Linked DNA regions of Mus musculus: region 1 is linked to region 2. A link is a contact called in public Micro-C data. All regions are on one chromosome and are shown on one strand. Each heading gives the region's core, a stretch centred on a gene start, on an enhancer-like site or on the middle of the called end of the contact. The rest is flanking DNA. Distances are from core to core; before and after follow the strand shown.

Region 1 (3,931 bases), core at 99-2,598, 560 kb after region 2:
CTTGTTTGTCTTACATGGTGGTCAAGAGAGACTCTGCATTGTCCCCCAAAGAGACTGGGGGCCAAGGATTTTGCAACAGCCACAGAAGAGTTCCAGGTGTGACTAAAGTAAGGGCCAGGTACTGCTGGCTCAAAGAATGGGACCAAGGATCAGGACTAGTGCTAACTGAACATATGGTTCAGATGAGGAGCTGGGTACCTGCAGAACAGAAAGGCACAGGTCTACGACTGTAAGAGGTTAGGAACTTTCCAAGCCCAGTGCTCAGCCAACTTTAGCCAGCTCTCAAGACAGTTCTAGAAATTTCCCTTTAGCCTTAGACAAGAGAAAGTCTCACTTCCCGAAGAACATTCTTTTGTTTCTACCCAATCACCCCCCCCCCTTTTGTGGGGAAATAAGGAGTTAGTTTACTTTGTCCTGGAGCCAAAGGGAGAGTTTAATGAAAATCGATAAAGAAATTAAGGATGATCAGGGGAGAGCAGAAGAGCTTAATTTCAAGTCCAAGGAAAAAGTCTCTGAGGTGTGGGTGGACGTGGGAAGGGAAACTGCGGCTTACATCACACGCCAGCTCACCTTTCACGCTCTGGGGTGCATGGAAAATAGAGACAGGGAGGTCTAGGCAAAGACCCTGGGCAGGAGGAAGTGGGCTCGGTGGTGGTAGCGGTGGGGAGGGCTCCATTGCCTGCTTACTAGAAGTCTCTCCCCACTGTGCTCTGCTCGGTGGTCATGAGTCAGAAATAGTACATTTAAAAGAAATTAAGCAGTTTCTCCCATCCTGTTGCCCTTTTGAATCTCACAGTTGTTATTCAAGTGAGGCAGGGAGTGGTGGCTACCTCCATTCCGATTTACAAAAGTTCAAGTAAGACTGACAAAGGTAGACAACAGGAAGCACAGGGCCAAAGTGGGAGCCCCGTGCTTGTCCTCTCTGTCCTCTCTCGTCCACTTAGATCCCTTCTCCCCTCCACGATTCAAAAGCAGCAGTAGTGGCCACAGTGTGCGGCCCTAGCACAAGGCAGCCAGCACAAGGCAGCCAGCGACTTACTTTGCTAGATCCAGTCCTGATAGTTACGTGAGGCTGTGTGGGGAGAGGGGCCTCTGGATGATTTGACCCACAGACCCTTCTTTTCTCAGGAGAAGCTCTTGATTAAGAGACGGGCTACTCTGAAAACAGACCCCCCAGATCCTGCCCTCTCCTCTCTGGGACTCAAGTCTTGCTTCCACCCTGTAACTGACAATGAATTCAGCTGCCCTGGGAACAGGCTGGGACTGAACCCAGCGTCTCAGAGCCACAGTCAGCTCTGACTGGAGCATGGCAGAGAAGGGGAAAACCTTGACCCAGTCTTCTCTGAAGAGTGTGACTCATTCCTTTCCCTTACAGTCTAACTTCAGTCTGTCTCCTGGGTAGGAGCAGAGAGGATTAAGGCTTGAAAGGGTGGAATCAAACCCCCACCCCACCCCCATTCCCATCCCGTGTACTTTCCCTCTGCTTTTACTAGGATATCACTGACATGGTGGGCCAGTACTGACCAGAGTGCCAGCTGGGAGCTGCAGCTTTCCTGCCAATCGGTTCCAACCTGAATTTGAAGCTTTGGAGCTGCAAGGCAGTCTGGATACCTAAGTGATTCACACTGGGGCTCTGTGGGACACCATGTGCTGTGCAACAGCGGCCCCTGGTGGACAAGAGCTCTACTGGCAGCCCTGCCAGGCCGCGAGGCAGCATTTTCCTGGAAGTGCTGTGGCTACTGGGCTACGGGCCCCACCATCAGCAGTTAGGACCAGAAAATATATCCTGAGACATACAAGGAGGGAGGGGGAATGGTTAAAATTCAAGACAACCAACGTTTCTTACAGGAATATGATCCTCTAGGTGAAAGATGCAGACAGATCTTGCAATCTACTGTACCCCTAGCCCCTAATCCTGAGGCTTCCCCAAAGGATCAGCTATGTATCTTTTACAGTTAATTAATTAATCATGTGTTATAGAGTGACCATGCACACGTGCCACGGTGCTCATGTGGAGGTCAAAGGACAGCTAGTCATCTTTCCTTCCATCCTGTGGGTAGAGGGGATTCAGCCCAGGCATCAGGCTTGGCCTCTGACTCTGCGCAATGTTTGTTGGGCAGAACACTCCTGTCTCCCAGGTCATGACTGAGCATGCTCCCTGCCACTCATCACCCTTTGGCGTGGGGGGTGGGGGGCTGGAGATGCTGTCACCCTTTGGCTTGCCAAGGAAATGGCTTGCATTTCTTTGCACAGACACAGACACACATACAGACACACACACAGACACACACACACAGACACACAGACACAGACTCAGACACACACACACACACACACACACACACACACACACACACACAAACACACACACACTCCTACCACCAGCCATGGGGCTGACGTGAGGTATAGCCTCTGCCAGCAGTTTCAGGGTCCTGTGTGAAGTGAAGGCAGCAGATGGAGGAGTGGGGCGGGTCCTTCAGCAAGGAAAGAATGGCTAACATATTTGAATATATTTCTGTGGGATATGAGCTAAGTCCCATTACACTCTAGGGCCTCATGCATTGTGCCAGATTCTCCTTTCTCTCTCCCTCTTCAGACTCGAATCATTGCATCTCCAAGCAGACAGAGGAACTGGTGGTCCAGGATGCATAGCCAGTGTGAGACAGATGAGATAAAGAGCAAGCAGTCAAGGCTGGGGATGCTTCCTGGGTAGAGGCTGCCACGCTGGCATTAGCACGGATGCCTGTTCTCTCGTGGCTAGTGGCTCTCTAAGGAACCAGAGGATGTTTCCCAATAGCATTTAGTAAGTTTTCTGGTAGCATGTGGAGTATGAATGGATTTTGTAAGACACAATGTGAAGTAGGAAAACGAGATGGTGCTGAGCTCTCTCGGCTGGGAACTCTGGTACCTGTCCCCTGGGTGTGTCTGTCCCCTGGGTGTGCGCGGATGCTTCCCGAGAAGCCATTGGAGCAGAACTTGCAGCCTTTTGACCCGGTGCCCTGCTTTGGAACGCTCCCTTCCTTCTCTGTGTGGGGGCAACCAGGGCTGAGAAGACTCTGGTCTGTGGATAAAATGTTACTTAGTGTGCATTTCTTCCAAAGGACTCAGGAAACACGGAAAATTCTCTGTGAAGATGATGCTAGTTCTGTGGTGAAGAGAGGCTGTACCTTAGGGGACATTACAAAGGGGAATTGACTGGGGGCGGAGGTGATGCTTCTGGCACACACAGCAATGTGATGCTGGGCTACCCTTTGGCTTTTGAGTGGAGAAGCGTCACTGGGAGCAGGGGACACAGGGCTTCTGGCAGCAAAAGGAAATGGGAGACTGTGAACATCTGTGAGCATCAGTGCAGATTGGGATGGAACTGAACCAGAAGCGTGCCCTTCCTTGGACATTCTGGTACTGACCGTGTAGAGCAAGTGATGGCGGGCCTGTTGATTGCCCACAGAGAGGGAAGGGCTGTGAGAAAAAAGATGAGGCTTACGGGGAAAGGGAGACAGACGGACAGAAAGACCTGTGGAGATGATGAGCGTGTTCAATTTTCAGAGCTGGGCTGGGGCCTCTTCTTAGATCAGTTCAGAAGCACAGATGAACATGTTTGTAGATTTACGAGACAGTCTCCTGCCTCTGACTTACTCAGGCACAAATTCATCTTTTATGATGATTTTGAAGTTTGTTTCTCTGATGAGTAACGATTCAGAGAACTGTTTCATATCCTTGCTGTCCATTTGGTTGTCTTGTGTTTTTTTTTTTTTTTTTGAAACGACAGTCTGAGATGTTTTCTCATTTAAAAACATCGGATCGTTTGTCTTGACTTATTGATTTATAAATTTTAAAATGTATTCTAGACACAAATCCCTTTTCAGATAGAGATGGCGAGAATAAATGTTGTCAGCCTGTGGTTTGCTTTATCTTTCTCTTAATGTTGTCA
Region 2 (3,483 bases), core at 23-2,522:
AGTTGGAGGCTGCCCTGGCCTATTAGTGAGTTCCAGGCTGACCTAGGGAAAGAGTAAGGCTTTATTTAAGAAGGAAAAAGGAAAACAAAAAGAAAAAAAAAGGACCGTGGCTCACAGAGCCTAGGAGAGTAAGAAGGAAGGAAGGCTGGGAGAGGCGGATTGGTCAATGGCTGCTGAGTACAAGATAAAAAAGTTCAGGTATGACACTGTATACTACAATTAATAACTATATACTGTATATATATTTTTAAAATCTCAAAAAAATAAAAAAATCTCTATGAAAGAATGTGAAATGTTTTCACTATGAAGAAAAGATGAATGTTTGAGATAATTATATTTGACAGGATTTAAATATCAGACCATATAGATATGTATTAAAAAACACCATATTAATTTGTCCATCTTTTACGTTTTTAATCTATCAATTAAAATAATTCCTATTTGAGTTAAGAAACTATTTACCCAGGTCATTTTTTAAGCTGATTTCCGAAGGGGGTTCTGAATCCATTGGCACGTTAATTAACGTATAGCACACGTTCTCGGCTGCCGTCATGGTTTCTGTTTATAATCAACCCAATACAAGATGAAAAGGACGAAAGGTGCCAGGAAAATCTACAAAAATGAATACAAACATCATTAGAAAAAAAAAAAAAAAAGGGAGACAAATTCCGCAAATCAGTCGTGATCTTCTAAACTGCCTGAAGTTCTTCGCGTGTGACTTCGGACGACCTGTAGAGCTCTCCCCACCTTCTCCTTCCGTGAACTCTAGTGACAATCACTCAGTCCCCGTACCCGTCCACTCCCCGACCCAGGGTGTGCAAAGCTGTGGAGTCGAGGTCCACACCACAGTGACAACCCGGAGCACCACGTCACGGGGCCGTGATTGCCAACCTAACACAGTCGGATCTGCTCCAGGAGGGCGGCCCGCGAGCGAAGACGCTGCAGAACCTTGGGACTCCTCGGCTGTGGCGGGTCCCCCGTGGGAATCCCGGCCGCCCCTCACCGGCCTCTGTCTATGCAGGGTCAGGCCTCAGGCGGCGCAGACCCCTGTCCCACCGCCCAGGGGACCGCGGCCCAGCTCCCCGCCCCCACCGCCCGTCGCCGCGGCCTAGTCAAGCGCCCGGCATCTCCCCATCCGGTGGCTCGCTGACCCCGCGCGACCGCCGCAACCCCGCGGCTCGGGGGCCCAGGTCGCTACCTGGCTCCGAGGGGCGGAGGCCGGGAGGGAACCGTGGGACCGCCGACTACCGGTCCGGACAGCCGCTGCCGCGACGGCTCCACCAAGTCCTTGGCTGACGTGGAAGGGGGCGGGGAGACCAGCAAGGATGCAGCTACAGAGCCTGTACGGAGACCCAGAAAGGACAAGCCTCTTCCGCCCTGAGCTGCGCCCTGGAAGTGTGTTGTCTTCTTCCTCTCTCAGAGTTGGTTTCTGCAGCAGTGTAAACAAGTATTTTAGTTTTCCCAGCGAGTTGGGAGCTGACTTAAGCGCTGTGGTCAGTTAGCAGTTCCTTAGGAATTGTCTTCCCAGGAACTAAACTGTACAAAAGAGAAACAGAAAAGTCCTGCAGACTTTCTTCTTCCTTTCACTTATAAACTGGAAACAACCAATTCTTAGGCAGATGATTTCAGAGACCTTAATAAGATGACTAGGTTATATGAAAATACACTTGAGGGCTTAACACCTCTGGTGACCTGAATCTGACTTTATTCAGTTAACTGGAGTTATTGGAGTATCAGAAGTTGTCTGACAACTATCATTTCTACTCTTTATTTAAGAATGGTCTCGGCCAGTCAGTGGTGGCACATGCCTTTAATCCCAGCACTTAGGAGGCAGAGGCAGGCAGATTTCTGAGATGGAGGCCAGCCTGGTCTACGAGTGAGTTCCAAGACAGCCAGGGCTAAAACCAGAAAACAAAATAACAACAGAAGAACAAACAAAAAAAAGAATGGCCTCTTGCTATTCTTTCAAAGCATCCAATACATTAAAAAATTTAAGTATGATTGCCAGACTGGTCTTGAAAGGTGATCTTCAGTTTCTGAGGAGTTGGGATTACAACATGGATACACATACTGTGTATACAAAACCTGCTAACCTCACTTGCAGGATACAGAATACAAACTGTTTTCTCATTTACCTGGAATGCAGCTATTCTAACAATTCTCTTTTCTGGAAACATTGGGTTTAAAAAACAAATCCCCACCACTCAAAATATACCAGAGGCTACATATTTCCAGCACAGAGAACAGCTACCTCTCGGAATTTTGATTTTAGTCTTACTGCCCAGGCTGGCCAACTCCCAATCTACTCCTCTCCTGCCTTAGCCTCCCAAGTGCTGGGATTACAAACAAGCGCTATCATTTCTACTCTTTATTTAAGAATGGTCTCGGCCGGGCTGGTGAGATGGCTCAGTGGGTAAGAGCACCCGACTGCTCTTCCAAAGGTCCAGAGTTCAAATCCCAGCAACCACATGGTGGCTCACAACCATCCGTAATGAGATCTGACTCCCTCTTCTGGAGTGTGTGAAGACAGCTACAGTGTATTTACATAAAATAATAAATAAATCTTTAAAAAAAAAAAAAAAGAATGGTCTCGGCCAGTCAGCGGTGGTACAACATGCCTTTAATCCCAGCACTTAGGAGGGAGAGGCAGGCAGATTTCTGAGATGGAGGCCAGCCTGGTCTACAGAGTGAGTTCCAGGACAGCCAGGGCTAAAACCAGAAAACAAAATAACAACAAAAGAACAAACAAAAAAAAAAGAATGGCCTCTTGCTATTCTTTCAAAGCATCCAATACATTAAAAAATTACAAACAAGCGCTATCACGTCTGGCTTATGCTTAAAAGATGTTTTTAATCTAGGTAATTGTAAGACAACATGATTCTAACAGCCCTCTACTCTTCACCCAGTTCCTCTGTCTCGGGAAGTCTTGCAGGAAACTGACATGTCTCCTCACTGAGACTTCACCAGTTTATAGAATCTCACTTATGTACTTGCTTCTAAACAATATGTTTAGTTCAGTATGATGATCAACAGTCAGATAAAGAACTGTTCCACCAGAGATCGCTCCTACTGCCCACCAGCTGTCACAGCCAGGTGCCCACTTTAACCCGGGCAACTATCTATCCATCCTGACATTTAAATGGAATCATACAACAGAATTGTTGAGATTAGCTTTCTTTATTCAGCACAATTCTCTGAGAATGAGATGCATTCAAGCATGTTTCTTTTGTGTACTCAGCTTTTTTCACATGGAATCATCACAAACGCAGTTACTAGTTCTCCAAGATCACTTGACTTACTGAGAGGTGATAGAAAGAAATTACACCAAACAAGGTGTAGAGATTAGGTTTAGCAACAAGGAAGCTCAGCAGTTTAGGGCCACAGTGTTGTGGTCCTTACGTTAAACTTCCAGGTTCTTCATGACTGAGTCACTTACAGCTAGCATTTTAGGCCTGCACCTGAACATGCCACTGGCAACATGAA

What was found. A called contact is a pair of places that touch in the nucleus more often than the background predicts.
Region 1: a contact with region 2 is called in a Micro-C map of embryonic stem cells, with 5 times the contacts expected there. The contact joins the enhancer-like site here to the promoter of Copb1 in region 2. A contact is called at or near these places in 11 of 39 promoter capture datasets (the 3T3-L1 cell line, 3T3-L1-derived adipocytes, the C10 cell line and 7 more), 1 of 15 datasets of contacts at CTCF or cohesin (pro-B cells), 5 of 484 Hi-C or Micro-C datasets (B cells, embryonic stem cells and palatal mesenchyme), 5 of 115 datasets of contacts at active chromatin or transcription factors (craniofacial prominence, embryonic basal ganglia, embryonic stem cells and 2 more) and 1 of 9 other capture datasets (adipose tissue).

What each region holds. Positions count from the first base shown.
Region 1 is chr7:114,816,068-114,819,998 of GRCm38.p6, forward strand. The region is part of intron 7 of Insc (INSC spindle orientation adaptor protein); the gene reads left to right. Among named protein-coding and RNA genes, the nearest start is that of Gm24982, 14 kb to the right of the region's middle. Within about 2 kb of position 1,349, at least 46 of the 459 cell types and tissues checked have an H3K27ac peak or open chromatin away from gene starts, as enhancers often do. A contact at or near this core is called in embryonic stem cells, where this site is marked.
Region 2 is chr7:114,253,408-114,256,890 of GRCm38.p6, forward strand. It overlaps Copb1 (coatomer protein complex, subunit beta 1), which reads right to left and starts at 1,273. Exons shown (of 22, transcript NM_033370.3): 1 at 1,199-1,273; 2 at 463-612. The coding sequence starts at 553.